Regions from separate parts of the Anser cygnoides genome. Here region 2 is linked to region 1. The links are chromatin contacts, called in public Hi-C maps. All regions are on one chromosome and are shown on one strand. Each heading gives the region's core, a stretch centred on a gene start, on an enhancer-like site or on the middle of the called end of the contact. The rest is flanking DNA. Distances are from core to core; before and after follow the strand shown. Region 1 holds the start of PHLPP1 (PH domain and leucine rich repeat protein phosphatase 1). Region 2 overlaps PHLPP1 (PH domain and leucine rich repeat protein phosphatase 1).

Region 1 (4,105 bases), core at 719-3,218:
AGTCAGCTGTCTGAACAATTGGAGTACAGCTCCTCTCTTCCTGCCTCCCTCCAAGGAAAGACTGCTTTCAAGGGTAGCAAGCTGTTTTCTAGAAACAGTATTTTATTTCAAGTATTACTGCTAACAATAATGCCTCTCGAGCTTACCGAATCCCTCTTCTGAGTGTGTCTGTGTGTGTTTGCACATAAAGTATTTCTCTCACGCATTTAAATCAGGAGACCTGGAGTAACCTTCATGAAGTAGGTGGCATGAGGGTGGTGTGAATCAGTAGACATAATTAAAACGGAATGCACGAAGTAGACAGAATCAGGCTGCAATACACTCAACGCTGCACTTTTATTGTGCGCTGCTACTGTTAAAGGAGGTTTTGGGCACCGGTTTAAGCCTTTAATGGCCAAGCGTTGCCGTCATCTTCTGTTAGTGTGTGCTCTGGATCTGGTCCTGGGTCTCTCGCCCAGAAGGAATTCCAGTGATGTTCTTGCTGGTTACTGCAAATCCAGATACAGGCCAGCAAACTGCACAGTCAGAATGTAATTAATTTACAGATTGTTCCATTCAAAAAGGGGGTGGTTTCCATACAAAGGTAAAACGACAGCTTCATTGTTATAAACCTTATAAAAGGTAGACACGTTTCCATCGCGAGTTTCCTGGGGAATTCCTCTGTTTTCTGTGGTCTGTTTCACCTGCTTGTATGAGGTATAAAGAAAATAATGTGCAAGTCTGGAGGAGCGTTTTATTAGGAGACATAAACTTTTGTTTTATTATGGTTCTGGTTCATTTATATATATACACTAAAAAAAATTAAAAAAAAACACAACTAAAAGTTCTGCTTCATTGACACTGAGAGTTTGTCTCGGGGTTCTCAGCAATGAAGATTTATCTCCCCTAACACTGGCGCAACTGGTTAATTGCCCAGAACTCCCACTTTGCTGCAGCCCATAGCATTTCTGATGAGTATCTGGCAAGACGTTTCGCTGTGTTTTTACAAAATGTACTAAAAAGGAACAATCTCAAGCAGTTACAGCCCTGTCCAACCTACATTACTCAGCTAAAACATCCTCAGGAGCGTTAAGAGGATTCTCCGAATAAATACTGTTATGTCCTTAGGGTGTGAAAACTCATTTATCTGATTGTAATTTATCTTTTCAGTAATTAATTTAAAATCAGATTTGGGGGGAAGTGTTGGTATCTGGTCGCTGCTCCTAAACAATTTTTAGGAAGTATTTTCAGAAGTTTTAGGGTCTGAAATACACATTTTCAGTAGTTTTAGCAATGAAATACAGTGACAGGATAGCAATGCTGAAACTTTTTCTCTGTGAACCTTCTCACAAAGCAGTTCTCTGTGTGTGTGCATGTGTTTTATGTATAAATGTTCCCCATGCATTTTTATGTCCCCTTGCATCTAATCTGTGAGGAGAGATCGCCCAGGCTCGGCGCTCGGCTCCTGAGCCCACTCTGACTGAACCGAGAGGGGACGGCTGGTCACGGAACCACAGAACCACGTAATTACAGGGTCATTAGGGCCGGTGAAGCCGTGAAACCCCCTCAGCACGCCGAGGCGGACCGTTAGCCAACGGCCACCCTTCGGCACCGACGGAGGGCGACCTGACACCGGCCTCAGTCCCCCGGGCCGTGCGGATTCCCTAGCTCAGCTGCTCCAGCGAAACCTCCCGATAACAGTTCGGGAACGCGGCCACCGAGAGCAGGACAAAGTCCTGGAATGTTTTCTCGAACCGAGGGGCGGGCGGGCGGGCGAGCACCCCTCCGTCACGGCAATCCACCCTCCCCACAGCGGGCGCTGCCGGGACTCGTAGTCCCCGCCGGACTCCATTTCCCACCCCCCCAGCGGTGGCGTCACCGGGGCGGGCTGATAAATATTCATGAGGCGCCCTCCCCCCCCTCCCTCCCTCCCTCCCTCCCTTTGCCCCTCCCCTCCCCGCCGCCCTCCCTCCCGCCCTCCCTCCCTAATGGCGGCGGCGCCGGGCGGGGAGCGGGGCTGGGGCTGAGGCGGGCGGCGCGGGGGCCCCTGCGCGGAGCTGCGCTGCCCGCCGCGCCCTGAGCCCTGAGCCCCGCCGGGACGCGGCGTCCCTCCTTCCCCCGCTCCCTTCCAGCAGGCGATGGAGCAGCGAGCCGGAGACGCCCCGCCGGCCGGCGGCGGGCGGGCAGAGCCCGGCAGGAGCCCGCCGGGCAGCGGCAGCCGGGCGGAGAGCGGCGGCCCGCGGAGGAGGAGAGCGGCCGGAGGCGGCGGTGGCGGCGGTGGCGGCGGTGGAGGCGGAGGCTCGGCGCCCCCCGCCGTGCTGGCGACCCCCGGCGCCGCCAACTCGCTGCTGCTGCGGCGGGGGAGGCTGAAGAGGAACCTCTCCGCCTCCTCCTCGTCCTCCTCGGCCGCCCCGGCGGGCACCCGCAGCCTGGACAGGAAGGCGCTGCTGCTGCTGCCCAAGCCCCCCCGGCAGCTGCAGCCGCTGCAGCCCCCGGAGCGGGACTGGGTGCGGCGGGACGTGCGGCGGGGCTGCGTGCACGTCTACGAGCGGCACGCCGCCTGCTACCTGCGCCCGGTGCTCTGCACGCTGGACACCACGGCCGACGAGGTGGCCGCCCGCCTGCAGCAGCTGGGGCACCGCGGCGGCAGCGGCGTGGTGCGGGTGCTGGGCAAGCCGGGCGCCGCGACGCCCCCGCCGCCGCCTCCTCCTCCTCCTCCCGCTCCTCCGCAGCAGCGGAGACCCCCGCCCGAAGCGGCCGGGGAGAGGCCGAGGAGCCGCCGGGGAGCTCGGAGCGGGCCGGCCCCGGCAGCCGGGGGGAACGGCAGCGCCGACGAGAGCGAGGCGGCCGGCGGCAGGCCGAGCCCGGCGCCCTCCGAGCGGAGCCCCGCGGCGCCGCCCCCCGCCGGCGAGCTGTACCTGGCGGGGCCGCCGCTGTCCTGCCCGTCGCTGCTGGGCGAGCTGGGGCCGGCCGGCTCCGACACGGAGAGCTTCAGCCCCAGCGCCGAGAGCGTCTCCGACCGCCTGGACCCCTACAGCAGCGGCGGCGGCGGAGGCTCGTCCTCCTCGGAGGAGCTGGAAGCGGAGCCGGCGCCCCCCGACGGCGCGGGGGAGGCCGCGGGGCCGGCACGGAGCCCCCCGGGGCCGGGGGAGCCGCCGAGGGCCGGGGGGGCTCCGGGGGGCGAAGCCGTCGGCCGGGAGCCGCCGTCGGGGCCGCCCGCCCTCTACGTGCAGCTGCACGGGGAGACCAGCCGGCGGCTGGAGGCCCACGAGAAGCCGCTGCAGCTCCAGAACGACTACCTCTGCCAGCTGGGCTACCGGGACCTGTGGCGGGTGCAGGAGGAGGGCATGGACGCGGAGACCGGCTGCCTCATCCGCTTCTACGCCGGTGAGACGCCGCCGTCGGGACTGAGCCGGGGGGGGGGGGGGGCAGCCCGGGGCGCCCCGTCGGGGTTACGCCGGGCTGGGAGGGTGAACGGCGGCTGCAGGTGCTGGCCTGAGGCAGCCGTGGGGTTCCGCGCTTGTAGGGTTTCAGCGCTGTGCAGCCCTGCCTTCCCTGAATTGCATCGCCCCGTCGCCCTCCGGAGCTGGGCTGCTTAGGGAAAGAGGCTCCTCGCAGCTCCGTCCTGCGAGCGCAGCCCTCTGCTCAGCCTCCCGCGTCGCTCGCCCTTTGGGTTTCGTCGCTCGCTGTTTGTCAGAGGTGCAGGGCTCAACCCAGGGATCGAGGCTGTAAGCAGCGAAAGCGTGCCAAACGCGGGACGCAGCCTTTGGAAACGGGCTGTCAAAACCGTGAGCGTGAAAGGCAGGAGCTTGCAAACGCGGCCTCGCCGAGGCGACTTTGGGTACGGAACGTGGGGAGCGTGGGGTGGGAAAGTTAGCTCCCACGTTGCCGTTACGCAACGCTGCCGTTCTGTAGTGCTTTAAAAATATCTTCCCGGGCGGCTGAAGTGCTTAGTAAAAATACCTATTGTCATCATGGAGCTCCTTGGGTTTTAACCGTCTCGCCCAGCCCTCTGAGGAGGGGAGTGTTTAATGTCCAGCAAAGCGTTCAAATACCCAGCGAGTTTTCCTCTGGAATAGGTCAACGTAGTGCCCAAAGATCAGGTCCCGCCGGTAAAGCAGCGAAT
Region 2 (4,105 bases), core at 700-3,199, 94 kb after region 1:
CCCCTCCAAGCATACTGGAACACAAGCGCTGTACTGTGTGTTTCCTCTCCTGTGTACACCAAGTAGACCTGAATCTGAAGTTGACGTATCAGCGTGTTGCTTTGCCATGATAGGAACTGCTCTTGTTAGCCCCTTTCCTCATTTTGCATATGTCAAACTAAAGCCACTCCTGAAGTGGCAGCTTCAGGATTAAGTTATTGGGCATTTTTGGGCTCAGTTACGGCAATTAGTGTTCAGTCATGTTGCATGTTTAAAGGAAAAGGTTGACGTGTAACAATTTGCTCTGCCTTAAAATAGGACTCTTTTATGCCAGAGGAGCGAGTATTTCTGTACTGGTCATTACAATAGAAGGTCTAGCAAGCTAACTGAACGTAACATGTCAAGCAGTGCTGTTCTTTTTTTTTTTAAAGGTTAACAAAATGTAGAACTAGGGAAGGTGGAAGAAGATTACACTGTCATGCCTCAAATGAGCAATTCTTTCCCACAAACAACACATGTGGGGACAACACTGATGTGTTCCCCTGCTTCTGGGAGGAATCAAGATTTGGGGGTGAGAAAACAGCAGGGATGTTGTTCTGTAAAATGATTGAAGCCCACCGCTGCAAACTCAGCAGCAAGAGAAAACTGGAGTCTGTAAAATACTTTTCTCGTACCTTATTTATATCCAAGCTACAAGTGCTACTGGTGCTACTGACTATAAATCTATCCAAATAGAATAAGCACTATAAACAATTCAGAATTTTAATATGCGGCATGGCAGTGCTCCATAATGGGACTACACTGTTCTGTTTGTGGTGTGGATAGCATGAAGTGAGTGACCAGAGATGAGAGGCAGACTAAAGATTTTAACTTCGGGCACGTACCTGCCTGTTCTGCTTAGAATAGTTTTGTAATTGACACTGCTCCATGAGAAGAAATGTGACTTCAACATCTTGCAAGTGAACATGTTTACAGAGTAAGAAGAAAATGTCCTGTCAGTTGTCTTAAATTAGCCATTTAATACTAACCAAGTTTAAGTGTCTGTCTTTCAGATTTCCTTTAAATATTATTATTTAACAATAAGTCACCTCTGTGGATTATTTGACAGAAGCATTATATGTGCATTTTCAATGAATACCCAGTACTGGCCGTACTGCGCATCCTCCCTTACATGTTATATAGATCAGTTGACCAGTCTGGTTCATGTCCTTAGTAGTCAGATTAACTAAAAGTTTAACATACAAATTAACTCACAAAAGACCCTTAATAAACACGTTAAAACATACACTAGGATAGTAAAGATGTAATACACAGACAAATAAGTTTTTTCCTTTGACATAAGATAATTTTCCACAAAAATGCAGAAAATCTTGAAGCTGAACACTGCATTGGAATTTCTTGATGTAAACAAATTTTTTCTTTAGCCTCCTCCCTTCCTATCTCTCCACCCCAAATCCTCTTTCCTCTGTCACAGCTTGATCTTTGGTAATTTTATCTCGAGATTGTATTTGGAGTCTTCTAGTAGCTTGTGGTTTTCACTTGTTTAGTGAGCAAAAGCCCTGAACTGTTCTTGAGACTCCAGAGTGGCACGAGTAAAGTCTGTAGTCTCAGTGCTGGTTATTAAATCAGTTAATTCTTTTTTTCATGGTTGACTTGAAAGCTGGAATGTTTGCATTTTGTGGCTTCTCCAGCAGCTTTTACTTATTTTTGACCTCGTGTTCACCACTACTTTTGCACTTACTTGAATACTGAAAAATTCTCATTTGAAACGTCGTTTCTATAGGCCCTCACTTCTCCTGCTTGGAGCACTCATACTGTATTTGAGCCTGACTTTGAGGAAGCTGTGGGACAGCTGTTCCGTCACAGAATCACCCCAGGTTTCAGAGCAATGATGCATCTTTGGCTGAACTCTACAGTTGTCTTCAAGATAAATGCAGTATTGTGAGCTTTAGTTCTAGGTTCAGGATTTTTAAGCCCCTTCTCTAAAATAGAGGAATAGGAAGGTATTTTATTCAAAATGTTTCTTTTTCTTTCTTTTTTTTTCTGGCTAGTACCCCTCATTAACGTTAGCTGGCTTACCCTAGCCTCCTTTTTTTATTTTATAGTTCTCCCTCTAGAGATGCATTAGTCATTGTTTCTGCACAGTAGCATTTTTTTCCCTGCAGCGGTAATCTGATTGCAGGATTTCATTTAGTTTCCGTCTAACTCTGTTCCAAACTTCTGCCTCCAGCATAGCACAGCTTGTTCAAAATCTGTGATAACTGGCCGTGATTTTTCCTTATTTTCTTCTCCCATCTTTGCACCGAAATAGCAATAGAGAGCACAGCATTCCCATGTTTGTTGGAAGGCTTTGTAAATATTAAGTGTATTTACAGTCTGTACTTTGGGGTTAAATCCACGCCCCCATTGATAAGAGATCCAAAGGCAATAATTAACATTTTCATGTTGAGTTTTATTCAGTGGCATGAGTTTGATCTGGCCGATACCGAAGGTTGTGTACCAGTTAATTGAAATAGCTGGTGAGGGTTTTTAAGAGTCTTCTTGTGTTAAAACTTTGTAACCTGTTCAACACTTGATGCGTTTTCTGTCCTTGTTTTCTGGCTGGGGGAGAGCAAAGTGTTTTGAGATGAGAATACGTTGGGCAATGCAGAGGCTGTGAATGCATTGGCACCTACTATCAGAGGTCACTTTCGTGAAATAAAAGTCTTCATAGGTACAGTTTTGCTTCCATTACTGTGTTATATAAAAGCCTGCTCGCACAAATAAAGGACTTGAGAGTTAATGAAGGGAAAATTAAGTCTAAATAAAATGTCCTGGCATAAACCGTGCCAGAGAAGAAACTTCCTCTCATCTATCGGAACCCGACACAGATCTTTTCATTCATCCATTTACTTGCCTTTAGGCATACCTCCAGTGGTTGTTAGGCAACCATAATAACGTTGCTGAACATTCAGGCTGGCTAATTGGATTGTCCTCTTCTTGTATGTGTGTTTTTTTGGTTCAAACAGTCTTTTTGGTCATTTCTAATAAGGCAAGCACATGCAAGTTACTTCTTTGCTACTAGATAAATCAAGGGGATTTTAAGAGTTCTGAGACACATTGAGGACAAAATTTTGGAATTAGTGTGCCATCCCAACGAATAGTACATAATCAAAACCCTAAGGATTTAACTCGATTGCTGTAGAAGTCTTGCTAACTATTGCTTTAATTCAGTACACTTTCAATTTCTGTTCGGACCAACCTATTCTGATGACATTTTTGGCTGAAAGGCAGTATCTATTTGCACAAATGGAGCTGAACTGAACCACAAAAATGTACTGTTGAAATAGGTGGAAAAGTTCCTGCACCTTGTAACCAGTGTTACTGTCTTACTAGCAAATTACTGTTAACAGTCTTACTAGCAAGGAATGTGTTCAGAGATACAGCAGTGTTTCAGTATGGGATCAGATGCAATGGAAGACCTCTTCGGAAATGACATACGTAGTAAGGATGGCAAGGGTCTGTTCTGTGTTACTTGTAGACATTTAGTTCAGGAGGGCCTGTTTCTCCTATGCCAGCTTCACATGAGTGAACTCTTGCAAGTGGCATTGAACTTGAGTGTCTAGAAGTTTCCATGCTTGTTCTGAGTACATAAACTAAAAATGCATGTCATTTTTATTTAAATAACCAAACTTACCTTGTATTAATTATTGTAAGGCAACTTGGTATGTTTTATGCTTCACTTCTTTCTCTTTTTTTCTTATCTCTCTGTAGATTCACTAAGTTGAAGAGCCTTAACCTCTCCAATAATAATTTAGGAGACTTCCCACTGGCGGTCTGCAGCATCCCAACCCTGACTGAACTCAACGTGTCCTGCAATGCCCTTAGAAATGTTCCAGCAGCTGTAGGCGAGATGCACAAGCAAGTACTTTCTTAAAACTTAACATACACTGCCTGATAGTAAAGGCAACCAACACTTTCATGACTCTGTATGTAATCTTGCTATGAAAAGTGATTTAAACTTAACTGGGTTGTGTCACAGCAAACTGTCTTGTAGATCTGTATTGAAGCAGTTGTGAGCTGCAGGTAGAGAGGAAGCACCTTTTGTGTCTTGAAGCTCTTCCAGTCCCCAGTATTTGACGCAAGT

What was found. A called contact is a pair of places that touch in the nucleus more often than the background predicts.
Region 2: a Hi-C map of liver shows a contact between it and region 1, with 3 times the contacts expected there. The contact joins the enhancer-like site here to the promoter of PHLPP1 in region 1. A contact is called at or near these places in 2 of 7 Hi-C or Micro-C datasets (both in liver).

Annotation. Positions count from the first base shown.
Region 1 is chr2:82,655,224-82,659,328 of Taihu_goose_T2T_genome, forward strand. PHLPP1 (PH domain and leucine rich repeat protein phosphatase 1) reads left to right here and starts at 1,969. Exons shown (of 17, transcript XM_066992533.1): 1 at 1,969-3,366. The coding sequence starts at 2,118.
Region 2 is chr2:82,749,157-82,753,261 of Taihu_goose_T2T_genome, forward strand. PHLPP1 (PH domain and leucine rich repeat protein phosphatase 1) reads left to right here. Exons shown (of 17, transcript XM_066992533.1): 5 at 3,733-3,879. Among named protein-coding and RNA genes, the nearest start is that of PHLPP1, 94 kb to the left of the region's middle. Within about 2 kb of position 1,950, at least 1 of the 3 cell types and tissues checked has open chromatin away from gene starts, as enhancers often do. A contact at or near this core is called in liver, where this site is marked.